Regions from separate parts of the Mus musculus genome. Here all the other regions are linked to region 1. The links are chromatin contacts, called in public Hi-C and HiChIP or PLAC-seq maps. All regions are on one chromosome and are shown on one strand. Each heading gives the region's core, a stretch centred on a gene start, on an enhancer-like site or on the middle of the called end of the contact. The rest is flanking DNA. Distances are from core to core; before and after follow the strand shown. Region 1 holds the start of Gspt1 (G1 to S phase transition 1). Region 2 holds the start of Nubp1 (nucleotide binding protein 1). Region 3 overlaps Clec16a (C-type lectin domain family 16, member A). Region 4 holds the start of Cpped1 (calcineurin-like phosphoesterase domain containing 1).

Region 1 (3,646 bases), core at 579-3,078:
GTGAGCTAGTTCAGTCAGCCGCATGCAGATGTTGAGCTGTCTTTGGAGTGGGCTGGGGCTTGCAGATCTCCCATGAGGTATGAATTTATTAGAGACAGATTTAAAGATGAAAACTGTGGTGCTGTACAGGTTCCAGCAGTTTCAACTAGATGATCTTGAGTCCAAGTCAGTCTGGATCACACAAAGAGGACATCTTAAAACACATGCAAGAAAAAAAAAGTCATTTACAAAAAACCAGTTCAAGCTGAGCTTGGTGGTAGACAGGCAGAGAGTTCCAGCACTTGGAAAGTAAGATAAAAGGACTGGAGTTCAGGGCCAGCCTGGGCTTCATTTGTCTCTGCTTAACCAACCAACCAACCAGCCAACCAACCGACCAAAACCTAACTAACCAACCACAAAAAGAAGAAAAAAAGAGCTAGTTTGAAGCCTTGCTTTAAAAAGTAATTGACAAAGCCGGGCATTGGTGGTGCTGGCCTTTAATCCCAGCACTTGGAAGGCAGAGGCAGGTGGATTTCTGAGTTCGAGGCCAACCTGGTCTACAGAGTGAGTTCCAGGACAGCCATGGCTATACAGAGAAACCCTGTCTCGAAAAACCAAAAAACCCAACAAAACAAAAACAAAACAAACAAAAAATTATTGACAACTTTGTCTATTACCTCTCTCGTTAGGCCAAATTCTCACTTTTTATTATACAAATGTTTAAAGTCAGCATTCCAATTTAGATATCTTAGATCCAGATTTAAAAAAAAAAAAAACTCGTTGTTTGAACATTTTGAATATGTTACTCTGTAATTTCCAAGTAGGTTAGTTGCATTCTGTCTAGACTCTTTTCAGAGCAAGTAAAATTAAGAGTATACTTTTCTTTGTCTTGGTCTCCATGGGTGAATTACAGGAGCATTTAACAGGTATTTAGAACAGGTATTCCTACTTCGTGCAGTAAAAAATAAAGGTGAATTTTATTTTTTCTTGCTTGTCACTTACCCCACAATTACTAAAATGCAACTTGAAAGTGTGAGATGCCCTCATTATTAAAGGACTGTAAGAATAGCTGACAGATGCGGCCTTTCAAAAGAACAGCACTTTACCTAATGGCAGCTAAGGAACTGGAAGCACCAAAATAGCCACTATTAGGTACCGCTGGGTACACTAAAAAATATGGCAATCCCGATTAATTTGTAAATCTCCTGGCAGGGAGGATGAAAGGACGAAAAAACATTTTAGGTGCGGGCTTTTAATGACTAGTCAAACATAACATGAGTCACTGAAATTTTCCAGTTAAGGATCCTTTTGCCGGACATCCTTGGACCTTTATGAGCCACACGCAGTTTCAGCTGTAACATCTCATGGTTTTACTGCCTCTTCCAAAAATGAATACATAAAAGGAAAGACGCCTCCCGCCGGCTTTGAAATGTAGGGCAAACTCTGGCTGCGGGTGGAGAGAAAGAGAATAAGGTATATAGACTGGGAGACAGAAAAGGCGCCGAAAAGGGAGAAGAAAAAAAAATTCCTCTAGGTTAGGCCTGCGGACCGGGTGTTCTCACAGGCTAGGGTGGATCGTCGCCTCGTGCGGAAGGGCTCGGCCCACCGTCTTGCCCTAGCCGAGTAGAGCCTACCCCTACCCCCACCCTGCGACAGATGGGCCACCAGACTTCTGCCTCCTCGCGCTGCCTGCCGGGAGTTCCAGCCGCTTCCGGTGACGCTTGAGCGCTGAACTCCGACTCCCGTCAGCCCCCGAGAAAACCGCACCGGGTCTTCGCGGGTACTGTCGGGACTTGTAGTTTAGCTATCGGCCGCGCTTCGTAGGCGGAAACGCGGGCGGACACAGACGGGAACTACCGAGGCGAAGGTACGGGTGGTAGCGAGAGGTCAATTCTCTCCAAACGTGGGGTTGGCGGTGAGGCCGGCGGCGGTAGTTGGGGTTGGGTGGGAGGAGATCCTTTCGCACACACGAGGAGGGTTGAGCCGCTGTCGACCTGGTCTCGAGTGTACTGTCTGGACTGTAGCTGCTGCCCAGGACGCCGGCGAGTGAGTCATTGACTGTCAGCTCCCCAGTCTTGCCGTCCTCCCCGGGTCAGCGCGGCCTGCTCCTCCCCGGTCGGCCGCCCCCGCCTCCATTTCCCGCCCTCTCTTCACCACACACACGGCCCCCCCGATCATGGATCCTAGCAGCGGCGGTGGCGGCGGTGGCGGCGGCGGCGGGAGCAGCAGCAGCAGCGACTCTGCGCCCGACTGCTGGGACCAGACGGATATGGAGGCCCCCGGGCCCGGGCCTTGCGGCGGCGGCGGGAGCGGCAGCGGCTCCATGGCCGCGGTGGCCGAGGCCCAGCGTGAGAACCTCAGCGCGGCTTTCAGCCGGCAACTCAACGTCAACGCCAAGCCTTTCGTCCCCAACGTCCACGCCGCTGAATTCGTGCCGTCCTTCCTGCGGGGTCCGGCCCAGCCGCCGCTATCCCCAGCTGGCGCAGCCGGAGGCGACCACGGAGCAGGCAGCGGCGCGGGAGGCCCTTCGGGTAAGTTGCCGGGCTGGATATCCCCAAGGCACGGGCGGCGGCCTGGGGCCGGAGTTCCGCGGTGGGCTGGGTGGAGAGGACGGGAGGCCGGCCGGCCCGCACGTGGGGCGCTGACAGCGGCGCCGGCTGGTCTGGGTGGGGCGCCTCCAGTCTGGGAGCTGCTTGGCTTGGGGCGCCTGGGCCAGGAGGAGCAGAGACCAGGGGACCCGGGGGCGATTGCCCCGCCGCGGAAGGCCGCACGCGGTTCACCCCTAGGCATAGGAACTGTATGGGACCCTGCCAGCCCTGGGCCAGTCAGTGCCACGAGGCCCAGAAGTGGGGACTGATAGGGCTTGAAGTCCGGCAGGAGGAGGGTGTGAAAGTCTAGGGTTTGGGGGACAGGACTTGTCTCTTCGCTGGCCCAGAGAGCTGCTCCTACTGTAGTTTCTACGTTTGGAACTGTAATTGCGTTTTAAGTATCGGTGGCACTAAAGCGACCTGAAGGAATCCCAAGATGCATTGCAGGCTTGTGATCCGCCAGAAACTGTTGGCTGTCAATACAAAGACCTTTTTTCACCCTTAACATTTTGAATACTTGAAAAGTTTTTTAAATGTCACAAGGATTCCTCAGTACTAACATGTGGTAGTAAACCTCATTGATTTATGTGCGGTTTTAAGCGGGATTTAAGACTTTTTCTGAATGGCGTGTAGACTTTTAATTGTTTTAAAAGTATGGCCCTTATAAGGGTTGCTTATAAAAGCTTAGTTTGCGTTCGTGTATTAGTCTAGTCTGTTACTTAAATACTTCTGATAACTTAATATTTGTCACATAAAGTAGCTACTAAATACACTTTCTGTCGTTTCAAACTGCAGTCTTTAAACACCTTTTTACAAACGGGCTGTATGTTTGGTAGCCTGCTTTCAGGTACAGATTTTGTAGCAATGCTGTTGAGTGAACTTAAGTATTGCCTTCATGCTGATGCTTTTTTTTTAAATTAGGTATTTATTTCATTTACATTTCCAATGCTATCCCAAAAGTCCCCCACACGCTCCCCCACCCATGACGATGCTTTTTTGAGTAAATATGGTATTGTCCTAAAGAAAAAAAGAAAGAAAGAAAGAAACGGGAAGGGAAAAGGCCGAGACTTTGATTATTT
Region 2 (3,646 bases), core at 360-2,859, 840 kb after region 1:
GCTCTTTAAGCTGTTTCTAAGGCTCTTTGTGAGATACCACTTCAGCAAACTAAAAATAAATGCTAGGAAGAAAATACGGTCACTACCAACCTGAAAAGATTGTCTTATTTATGCAGTAGCACATGCCCTCCGAGGAGAGAGTGGGGTGTTCAAAGCCCAGCTCCTCAACAGAACCCAGGAGGCATCTGCTAACATCTGCAGAAATTCTCTGGATGCCACAGGAGGGACTACTACTGGCATCTCGGATGATGGATGCTAAGTGTCTTAAGCACAGGTTAGGCCCAGTACAAGGGATGATCAACTCCAATGTCCCCAGGGCTGCAGATGGGAAACTCACAGGCTCTCAGAAGCAACCATCCCAGCAACGTACTGGGTTTCCAATGTCACGTCTTGTTTCAAATCTTTACAGACTACACTGTGGGGAGACTGGTCTTCACCATGAGGGCATTCTTGCTCAAGATCAGTTTTCAGGAGACTCAACAACCAAACCCAGCCTCTCTCTGAAAAGCCTTCCTTCCAGCTAGGCTTTCAGTCCTCCTCGCCCTGGAGATGGCCCCTCACAGTGCTGATCCCTGGTGAGTTTAACGTGCCTGCTCCTGCTTCCTCCCCACTTTGCTCTCAGTCCCCCATCTGTCTCTCCACTGAGATAATGAACATTCATGTCTGCTGAAAGATAGACTCCTTAACAGGAGGGTCCTTCTCTCTGCCACAGAGAGAGCAGAGCCTCTGTGACCTGTGATGGACATGTGCCAGGACTCAGGCCTGAAAGATCTCAGTATTTTTCCATTCTCCTCTCTGTGCTTGGCCTTGTGGATACTGAGGTAGCGGTTATTACTTAAGCCCTGTACCTGCCCGACATCACTTTTATCTATTCTATCCTTCTTTGAGGTCCTATTTACTGATTTTTTTTTTTTTTTTAATAAAGACAGGGTCTCATCTAAGCCCGGGGTTAGCCTCTTAAATGCTGAGATTACAAACATGTGCCAACACACTCGACCTAATGTTCGTTCGTTCATTCATTCATTCATTCACTGATTCATTCATTCACTCATACAGGGTCTCATCCTGTAGTCCAGGCTGGCTTTTAACTTGTAGCCATCCTCCTGCTTCTGCCCCTCAAGTTCCGGGGGAACAAGCCTGTGCCGCCAAGCTTATTTTAATGCCCCCTTCGGTTCCCTGTCTACCGCAGATCAGACTAAACCTCCATTTCCATCACTGTTTTTCCGCTATTTGATTTTTAAAACCTCCCTCTCGCTCAAGCTCCGCCTTCTACGCCCTCCCCCCAACCAATTAGAATACTGCCCACTAGCCGCTGCCATTCACCCTCAAGTCCCGCCCCTTCCACTTCCTGATCTGCCCGCCGCTTCCTCACCGGGATCCGGAGCAGCGCCGGCTCCGGATGCGCACAGCCTCTGGTTGGGGCATCCCTGGCACGAGGCTCCTCGGCCGGCCTGGGCGCTGTCGGCCCCGGGGCAGCCTGCGGGAAGACGAAGGCACAGTCAGAGTGGTTCGGTCCCAGCGGGACCACCCACACGTCCTGCGATAGCTCACCGTGGGGCGCCTCCTCCATGCTGCCGCTCTTGCCCGGGCTGCGCTCGCCGGAACCTCAGGGGCGTGTTTCCGCCTCGCAGGTCCAATCTGACCCCCCGGCCGCGGGAACTGTCTCGCCAGACCAGGACTGCGCACGCGCAAAACCGTGTGTGCAGTGGGTGGGATTCCTATGCCTCTTCCCGCTAAAACAGGGCGAGACTCAGAAATATATGATACCTGAGCAAATGAAGTGGCTCTAACGATTAAAGATTCTGTTGAGCCAGCCTGTATCCAAATCCCAGAACTCATAGGGAAAGCGAGGATGGACTCTTACACATAATGCAGGTTTTTGATTCTGTTTTTGTTTTTGTTGTTGTTTTGTTTTTTTAAGTATGGTTTTTGTCGCCAACGAACGTTATTCTCCGTGGCCTCAGTGTTGATGCAGTACTACTAATAAAAGTACAATCAATGTCAATATTTACTCAGTTTCAAATAATCTGCCCTACCCTAGATTCTGTTACAGGCTGGGATTGTGGCTCAATTGGTAGAGTGCTTGATCTATCATGCATGAGGTCCTATATTTAGTCCCCAGCACTGAAACAATACAGATCCAACAAAACACTTTGTCCGTCCCTCTCTATTTCTTCTCTGTTCTCCTCTCCTCTCTTCTGCTCAAGCTGATCTTGAATTAATGATTTTCTTGCCATGTTTGGCTAAGAGGGGAGACTTTATAAAGGGGTGTAGCTCAGTGGTAGAGTACCTGTCCAGCAAGTGAAAAGCCATAAATTCAATCGCCAGCAGTGTAAGTTCTCATTTGATCCTCCTGCCTCCGTCTTTCAGTTGCTGGGATTACAATGTGCACCACCAGCATTCCTGGGCTGACACCCCCGCCCTCTTAAAATTGCTGTGCTATTTAGAAAAATACTTTGTTTTGTGTTTTGTTGCTTCCCCTCAGATCTGTTCAGTGAAACCTCTTCAAACCCACTCCTGTGCCCCCACTGGGAGCTTTCCCTAGCTTTCTCTCACTTCTGCAGGTCCCCACTGTCCTTGCTGCTACCATTTCTCCTGTATGTGTCTGTGAGTGTTTAGACAAATGGCCTGTCTGTGTCTGTGGAGCAGTGTTTAGACTCCATGAAGACATCCTGTCCATGGTCACAGCCATGGGAGCTTGGCTGCATGCAACTTTGGCACAAGATGGTGGTGGTTGTTACTGTTTTCATTGAACGATTCTAAATATTTTTCATTTATTTTTGAGATTATAATTACATCATTTCTCCCTTCATTTTCCTTCCCCCAAACCTTACCACCTCTCCTTGCTGTTTATCAAATTCATGGACTTTTTTTTTTTCATTGTTATTGTGACAGGGCCCCAGACCTTAGCACAACTGACTCCATGATGGAAGTGCCATTCAGGCTGTAACACTCAGCACATAGACAGCAGCACCTGCCAAAATGAAAACAAAGACCTAATCCACCAAAGTCCATGACTCTGGGAAAGTCTCTAACTGTACTAACCTCTCTTTTTTGCTTCTGTAGAGCTGATTCTGGCTATCTGTTCTTGTTACTGAAGTAGGTTAACCCAGAACATGGTTTTTGTGCCTAAAAGTTTATTCCAAGAAAGGCTCAGTGCTCCACTGGGATACTGAATAGCAAAATCTTCCCATTAGCTTAAACCCATGTCTGAACAGTCATCTCTGATGAATACCCCACAACATTATTACATATGCTACATATTACATTTAAAAACATACACACACACATACACACATACAATCTGTTCACTCTGTATAAAAGATACTTGTATATCTATTTTTAAAGGTGACCATTCCGTTGGTGTGCTCTTCCATGGGGAGGACTATTCTTCCAGTCTCAGCATTCCTGTAGAATGCTATAGTTCTTTGGGTGAGGTCGAGGCTGCCTCTGTCCACTTTGACATGTGTACTGGCATCGACCTTATTCAGCTCTTGTGTAGGCAATCATGTTGGTGAGACTGAGTGTAGACTCTGACATTAGTAGGAGGCATTGTGGGATAACAGACCTGAAAGGGTTTTGCAGTGAGTGCTGGTGAGTGGGGCCAAGAATTCTTGCAATGTTGCAAGAATCAAAATATACAACA
Region 3 (3,646 bases), core at 831-3,330, 690 kb after region 1:
CACTACGCAGGCCCACCAGCCCTTCCAGGGAGAAGCCTGTGGCCTCCTTTGTGAACCCAAAGAGACAGACTCAAGCATGTTTTCTGTTCACTGCTAGCCCACATGGCCATCAGAAGACATTACCATGCCAGAATGCCAGAAAGGGCTGCATGTGTCTCTAATCTCTATCTACTGACAATCTCATAAGAGTCCCTTTATCCCCACCATGTGTCTAGCATCAGGTTAACCACCTCAGGTCCTAACTACCCAACACTAACCTGGTTCTAAGGGGAACAGCACTACTCACACCTCTGACCTCTGTCGGGGAGGTTGGCAATGTCAACAGAGCATATACCTTATGAAGGAATACACCCAAGATAGTGAACGAACCTAGCCAGCAAGATCAGCTAAACCAACCCTAGAGATCATCATGGTGAAAGATAATGCAGCCAGACTGCCCTCGTGTCTCTGATACCTGAGGCAGCTCTTGGGGCCAGCTCCAAGAGAGGCCAGGAGAGTGGGTGGGGCCCTAAAAATCTTGAATACATTGTTAAGTAAGTCATGGTCACAAGTGCTCCAGGTAAGCTTGCTATATGTGGAAATGGCACTGTATAGAACCTCAAGCTCCTGCACACACACATTTAACACTCAAGCATGTGAGCCTCAGGTGTCTGCTTATGGGACATAGATACAGATGTATGCTGTGCAGGCCCCACTCAGTTAAGGCCCGGTGTATCTGCAGTTCCTTCGGAAGCTTGTTCATACCCCTGCCCTGTCAGCATCTTCTCTCAAGGCAGGGAACCACTCCAACCCCATCTCTATAGACTTGTGCACCTGCTTGTGAACCTTACACAGAGGAGCCAGACAGGATGAGGGTATCAGTGTCTGGCCTCGCACTCATCACTGCATCTGAGTGTTGTCATAGAAACAGGATGAGGCTGTCAGTGTCTGGTCTCTCTCATCACTGCGTCTGAATGTTGTCATAGCCACACTACCTCCCCCTCTTTGCTGTTAAAACTGTCCCCAACTTACTTATCCACCTGTGATTTACCATGTAACATAATACTTAGGTGCTTCTGACAACTGGAACACTTGTGATCTGGCAATGGGAACAGGAGGAGGAAATTAGGACATCTCAGTAAGTTCTGTATTTATAGGCCAGTTGCTTCTGGGCCACAAATGGCACAAAAGCTAGCAGCTTAAGGTGTGTGAAGAAAGTCTGGCTACATTCTACACCTGAGACAGCCACAAGGTTCATCTGCTCCTCACAGGGGCTTTTTTAAGTCCTCTACAAGGTTCTGTGGGGGGTTAGGGATCAGTAAAGGGGCCCACTGTGTGGCTGGGATTTTTCTACTACCCCCTCACTGTGGCTGACATTCTGTGGTATTCTGTTATAATAAACCTGGGAGTCAGTAAGTAATCTCAGTCTCTTGGGCCTCTGTTACTTAGGTCACCAAACAAAGAGGCAACAGTAGCATCTGTGCAATGCCTCCCTGTAATAGCGTAATAGTGAGAACCTGGAAAGCACCTAGATGCCCACAGTCAGGTTCATTTAATAACAATATAGATCAGGGCGAGTCACATGCAGGAACAGCAGAGTGAGTAGGACGGCCTGCATGGCTGGGTGCAGGGTGGGAGGCTACAGGCACCTGACTGCACTTCTGTGACTATGTTATGCTGTTTTACAATGACTCCCCCACTAAAACTAAAAAGTAAAAATAAAAGCAGCAGGGCATATGGCATACATATACTGTGATGGTGGCACTCAGAGACTGAAGCAGAGCTGGGTGTTGTGGCCCATGCCTTTAATCCCAGCACTTTGGAAGCTGAGGCAGGAAGACTGAGAGTTTGAGGCCAAACTACACTACAAAGAGAACACTGCCTCAAAAGCTACTTTTAATAAACTGTCCTGAAAGCCAAAGGTGTGTGTCTGCTGGGCTTTGCAGGCAGCTCCCACACTGCTCCCACTTCCTTTTAGAGCCATGCACATGTCGGATCACTTTTGTATCGAATCTGAAATAGCACCAATGCAGAGGGCAGAGAGGGTCATCAGGAGCCATGTCTGGAGAAGTGGGGAGACTGGAATAAAGGTCACAAGAGCCCTGTGAGGCAGCTAAGTTCTCCATTACAGATTGGTGACCCGTGATGACAGCTAATGGCTCCGACCTAGAGGTCTGAAATCCTCAGACAGGAAGTTCTGAAAGGTGATGTACATGTCAGCTGCACAGCAGAGGCCACCTCAAAGGATTTACATCAGATCTTCAAGGTACTTCACCAAGAAGCTAAAACTTTCAAAGGACGTACTGTTAATCCTAGCCCTAAATGGATTTCAAAAGGGTCACCAAGATAAAACTCCAAAGACCCCATATTAAAGGTCAAGACTTTGGAATTGTCCCAATGGCCTCAGAACATTCCTGAGCCTGCACCTCAGAGCTGGATCTTCCCCTCTGAGCTCAGAAACCACACTTATTCCAGATCCAGCGAAACAGAAGCTGATAACAAGGGAAACCACACAGGGAGATGTGAATTAGCACCATCTGTGGTCAGGGGGAGGAGGAGGAGGGCTCTGTGGCTACAGCACCACCTAGTGGCCACTGCTAAGGTCACCACCACCCAGCAACTTGATTTGCCCCAAGAAGTCAGTACCTGCCTTTGCTCTGGGCGCTCCACCGTTTTTTCTCTTGCTTTCAAGAGCAGGACCTGCACTGTGCTGCATTTGGAGTAAGTAACTAGCACAGAATGAAATTAGGCTGGCTCAGTCCCAGCATAGATAAGGGTCTGGTAATGCTCTGCTGAAGGTCTGCCCTGGGGATTGCAGCCTCCCTCTACTCGGATGGACTATGACAACTAAGAGCAGCTCCAGAAAATGCCAGCACCACACTGAGGACCACTGAGTGTATTCTCCTGTGCTAAAATCTCTCCTCTACTCTGAATGTGCTGTACTGGTTACTTTGGGTCCATGACTCAAACTTTCTTGGAGTTATAACAAGAGCCTCCGTAGCCCCTGCCTCTCAGAAGAATAAATGGGGCTGAGGGTTGAACTGAGTTAAATTCTTGCTTGCTGGGCAACAAAACTGAAGCAGAGGCACCCCTAAGACCTCTCTGCCTTCTCCATTGCTCTTAGAAGTGCTGGCCTATGTACTCCTCAGTCATTAGATCTTTGAAATTGAACCATGCTGAGGGGATGGCAAGTCAATCAGCAGGAGTCCTTCATGGAACCCTACCACACTGAACTACCCTCAACATAGTCAAAAGCTGCACATGTCGTTTCCAGTGTGACTACATGTGATGACAGGGTAATTACGATTAAATGAGTTTGCAGGGTCAGGCTCCACCCCTGACAGAATTAGTGCCCCATGGAGTCAGAGAGACCAGAGGTTGAGCTCTCTGACTTCATTCTCTCACAGGCGGGGCCAGGTACTGTGAGAAGGTAGCTAAGGTCTAATGTGGCCCCAGGTTTCATGAGTCCTAACCTCTATTCCTGAAATGAGGCCACGTTAGGAAGTAAGGCTTATGAGTGGTATTTAGGTGATGGAGTGAAGCTGTCATGAGTGGGTTAATATCTTTCTCACTGTGAATTTCTCCTCTCCTGGCCCTTGACGAGTTAGTTACCTTAAGAGCAAGTTCCTGCAAGCTGACAAGAGAGCTCAGAAAGTAAAGGCTCTTG
Region 4 (3,646 bases), core at 599-3,098, 660 kb before region 1:
CTTGCCACTGCAACTGTTACTTTAAGCAGTTTGACATACAAATCCATCAACTCTTGTTACTTTGTTCACGACTATGGCAGAAACGGATCAGAGAAAGGTTTTTATGTTGCAGATGCTTGCACAGGAACTTAGCCAAACATCACAAAGATGTATGGCACAGGAGCTTCTCACCTCAAGAAGGGCAAGCGGCACACTGTCACAGGAAGTGTTTAGGAACAAGATTATCTCCAAGACACGCCTTCCAAAGACCTTTATTCTTTAACCTGGAATCACCTTCTAAAGTTCTCTGAACCTCCCAAACCACTGCCATTTGTTAAGTTTTAAACCCAGGACATGGGTGAGGTGCCAGTTTAGCACATCAAAGTGGACCTGGCCTCCAGGTTCTTCCAGCAGCCTCAGTTCCTACCTGATATAGGGTATGGCTGGCATATCCCACCCTTTACCCTGAACACTCCAGCCCAGAGGCTGGGCTGCCCTTCCCCCCCCCCCCAGGGGCTCTTCCCTATATAGTCCAGACATTTTGTTACCCAGCCTTTTTGTACCTTTGGCCTCCTGGCTGCTGCACCTGGTTCTTTTCTTCCCTCCTTCTCCTTACCCCTTCCCCTTGCCCAGTATTAGATTTTCACAGATGTCTCAGCTTTTGGCTACACTCTCCCACAGATAAGCTTTCTCCTCCACCACACCTAGGGGGAATTCATATCCTTTCCCTTCCTTTTTATTTCTTTTTCTTTCGTTCACAACTAGCTGGGGACAACTTCCAACATGAGCCTACGGGAGACATCTTATGTGCAAATTACAACATCATCTAACTTTCTCACCAACCCAATAACCCTAGGTATTGTTATTGTTCTCATTTGACAGGTAGGAAAACTGAGGTGCAGAGCAACTAATTTTTAAGATCATACCTAAAGTAAGTGGTAGTATTAGGATAAACCCAAGTAGCTGAGACACAAGCTCATTTGTATTTCTGTCCTAAATTGCTAGGACTTATATCTGACTCTAGTTCAAGGTCATGGGACATCATCCTAGCTCTGTTAACCATACGAACATTTCAGGCTTACACTTGTTGAGAAGAAAATTTAGCAACTTGGCAGATCCTAGGAATTCCCCTGTAGTGCTTAATAAATGTATCCTCTTTTTGGAGATCTGAATTTAACATTTTCCACCTCGAAATCTGGATTGCTACCAAGTGTGAGGGTTGTAGTCCAGTGTAACGGCTTTTGAGTTGGATAGATTTTGTCTTGCTCACCTGCAGCTCTTAGCTTTCAGGAGTTGTGTCTCTCTCTGAGTGTCAGTTTCCCCATCTGACAAGTGCAGTCAATGAGGTAACAAGCAAAACACAAAGTACTTCGGGCAATGCCTGTTACCCAGCAACAACAGTGACAGAATGACAGTGGCAATGTCCAGGCAGTCAAGATGCCTTAAAGACTCTTGAGATTATGGTGGGCAGTTTGGAAGGGTTGCAACATAAAACTTAGGACATCAAATTGAAATGGAATTTCAGATAAACAATATTTTAAAAATAACTGCTTAAGTATCTCCCAAATACTGCATGAGATATATTTAAGCTAAACGTGGGTTTTGTTGGGTTTTTTTGTTTGTTTGTTTTTGTTTTGTTTTTTCCTATTCTTGTTAACCTGAAATCCCAAATTATGAAGCGGCCCGATGCGTGTTACATAAGACAACTCCAGGCCTCAAAGCCTCAACCCCCAGTCTGTTCCAGTGAAAGTTGGATCCTGACCCCGGGAGGATCCCACTAGGGGTGGCAATCTCCGTGTTCTGCCCAGGCAGTACTAGCAGCACCCAGAGCGGCCCCGCCCCGCCCGGCCCTCCTGGAGGGCAGGTTCCAGAAGCTGTTCCAGGCGGGGCTGCCGGGTGGTGTGGAGTCGCTCCCTCCTCTCACAGAACGTGCCCAGGCAAGGCCAGTCGCTCGCCATGTCCGCTATGGAGGCGGCGGATGTTTTCCACAGAGCCCGGGGCAGGACCCTGGACGCGTTTTCCTCAGGTACTGCTTGGCTCTTCGCCTGGGAAGGGGGGCACTCCAGAGCTGCAGAACCTTCCGCGAGGGGAACCTTCCGGTCGCGGGCGCTCACTTCTATCCGGATCCCTTCGTGGGTTGCACACAGCACCGGGGACCGTTGTCGGAGTTGTTCCTCCCTCGCAGTGTTGGGTGCTTCGCTGGCCTTGACTTGACCTTGCAAACCACAAACTTAAAAAATAAAGCAAACAAACTAAACAGAAGCGGGGCGGAGGTGGCAGAGAAGTGAATGACTGCTTGGGCTCTGCTACGGGGCCTGTCTTCTCTCTTCCTTGGCAAGCTTCTGCGGGGCAGCTGACAAGCGCTGTGTGTGTCAGGGGCTGTCAATTGTAGTGAGAGTGTTTTTATATCCAGTTGCTTACTGTAACCGTAGAAAGGGAAGGCATTCTGGTCCAGGTAGCGTTCTTGGAAGTTGGGCTTAGATAATCTGACCCAGTCTTGCCTCAAAGGGAGCGTTGTTAACACATCAGACTATTTCTGTAACCTTGGGTGTGGAACACATGCTGGGTGTTAAGCAAATGATAGGCCCCAGCAACTCAGAGGATACCGGATTGGTTCCTGTTTCCCTGTGTTTCCTTTGGATCTTTGGGGTTGATTCTTCTCTGGCACTTGGCTTAGAATCACAGGAACGCTCGCCTTGTTATCCAGCCTCTAATTTGCCTGAACTGCTCTGAAAAAAGAATCAGGCCCGTTCCAAACCCGGAGGGCCTTGGCACCTGCTCTCCTCTGCTCACCTGGTGGGACTTGGAAGTCTGGCACCTTCTCAGCCTTCACATCCTATTTTCAGGTTCATTTCCTCAGACTTACCTCTGCCTAGCTAGCCAAAGAAGATCAATCCTACAGTTCTCTGCTAGGCCTTTGTTTCTTTTCCCCTCCTTGCAGTTCAAGGTTCTGCACAGGTGCGCACAGCCAAAAATCCACTGATGGTGGACTGGGGAAAGTCCAGTCTGCAGTGTTGCCATTTTCTACAGATTTTAATGTGTCTTAGGTTTTTGTTTGTTTGTTTTCCCAGCCTACATGTTTTTGAGATGCCTCCTATTCTAAGTAGTTCTCCTTCCTTCCTTCCTTCTGAACAGTATCCCATTGATTGCGCATTCGTGCTGTATGTTTTGTTAATGGATGTGCTGAGTTTTACCAACTTGGTGTCTTTCTTGTCTTTGCTTCTCCAGATTTCTCTTTGCCACAGTGCTCTAGGAGCGACTGCTTGCAGGAATGAACTCTTTGTCCTGATCCTTAGATTGGCAGGAGAGCTGGGCAAGAAGACACTCAGCCAACCAGAAGCTCCCACGGGAGATTAGGGGGAGGAGAAACAAACACCTGAATGTGTATTCCTGCACTTGATGCCCTTCCAGGGTTCCCCTTTGTAGACTGTATTCCTCCCTAGAAGGCCCTGTTTCTCCCAACAGTCTTTATGTTCTTAGACTCTGTTCCCAGATGGAGGTATCTGAATGACAGTGGCTCTATCTTTTGGCTGCTTAATGTTCCTCATAGTCTCTTTATATTCATCTCATCCCAGATAATCCCTTTGAAAATGACTCAGGCATTTTCTTAGTTTTAGTATATTTACTATTCCTCCCTTGGTCCTGACTGATACAATGACCATTTAGT

The links. A called contact is a pair of places that touch in the nucleus more often than the background predicts. HiChIP or PLAC-seq counts read pairs in DNA pulled down with a chosen protein or histone mark.
Region 2: a contact with region 1 is called in a Hi-C map of uterus, with 4 times the contacts expected there. The contact joins the promoter of Nubp1 here to the promoter of Gspt1 in region 1. A contact is called at or near these places in 1 of 39 promoter capture datasets (pre-B cells), 8 of 484 Hi-C or Micro-C datasets (B cells, CD4 T cells, CD8 T cells and 4 more), 4 of 115 datasets of contacts at active chromatin or transcription factors (embryonic stem cells, regulatory T cells, regulatory T cell precursor and 1 more) and 1 of 9 other capture datasets (adipose tissue).
Region 3: a contact with region 1 is called in an H3K27ac HiChIP or PLAC-seq map of thymic regulatory T cells, with 6 times the contacts expected there. The contact joins the enhancer-like site here to the promoter of Gspt1 in region 1. A contact is called at or near these places in 10 of 39 promoter capture datasets (the 3T3-L1 cell line, the HPC-7 cell line, cranial neural crest and 4 more), 1 of 484 Hi-C or Micro-C datasets (CD4 T cells) and 2 of 115 datasets of contacts at active chromatin or transcription factors (the SCID.adh cell line and thymic regulatory T cells).
Region 4: a contact with region 1 is called in an H3K27ac HiChIP or PLAC-seq map of thymic regulatory T cells, with 5 times the contacts expected there. The contact joins the promoter of Cpped1 here to the promoter of Gspt1 in region 1. A contact is called at or near these places in 3 of 39 promoter capture datasets (the C10 cell line, hippocampal neurons and pre-B cells), 8 of 484 Hi-C or Micro-C datasets (B cells, CD4 T cells, CD8 T cells and 4 more), 9 of 115 datasets of contacts at active chromatin or transcription factors (the SCID.adh cell line, astrocytes, cardiomyocytes and 6 more) and 2 of 9 other capture datasets (adipose tissue and liver).

Annotation. Positions count from the first base shown.
Region 1 is chr16:11,252,507-11,256,152 of GRCm38.p6, reverse strand. Gspt1 (G1 to S phase transition 1) reads left to right here and starts at 1,828. Exons shown (of 15, transcript NM_146066.2): 1 at 1,828-2,510. The coding sequence starts at 2,156. LOC115488671 reads left to right here and starts at 2,517. Exons shown (of 2, transcript XM_030249388.1): 1 at 2,517-3,646. It overlaps Mir1945 (microRNA 1945), which reads left to right and starts at 1,708; the gene lies at 1,708-1,785.
Region 2 is chr16:10,409,901-10,413,546 of GRCm38.p6, reverse strand. It overlaps Nubp1 (nucleotide binding protein 1), which reads right to left and starts at 1,609. Exons shown (of 11, transcript NM_011955.2): 1 at 1,552-1,609; 2 at 1,373-1,477. The coding sequence starts at 1,570.
Region 3 is chr16:10,564,600-10,568,245 of GRCm38.p6, reverse strand. The region is part of intron 3 of Clec16a (C-type lectin domain family 16, member A); the gene reads right to left. Among named protein-coding and RNA genes, the nearest start is that of Clec16a, 21 kb to the right of the region's middle. Within about 2 kb of position 2,080, at least 35 of the 459 cell types and tissues checked have an H3K27ac peak or open chromatin away from gene starts, as enhancers often do. A contact at or near this core is called in thymic regulatory T cells, where this site is marked.
Region 4 is chr16:11,907,625-11,911,270 of GRCm38.p6, reverse strand. It overlaps Cpped1 (calcineurin-like phosphoesterase domain containing 1), which reads left to right and starts at 1,848. Exons shown (of 4, transcript NM_146067.3): 1 at 1,848-2,005. The coding sequence starts at 1,936. All of the region lies in intron 2 of Gm9961 (predicted gene 9961), which reads right to left.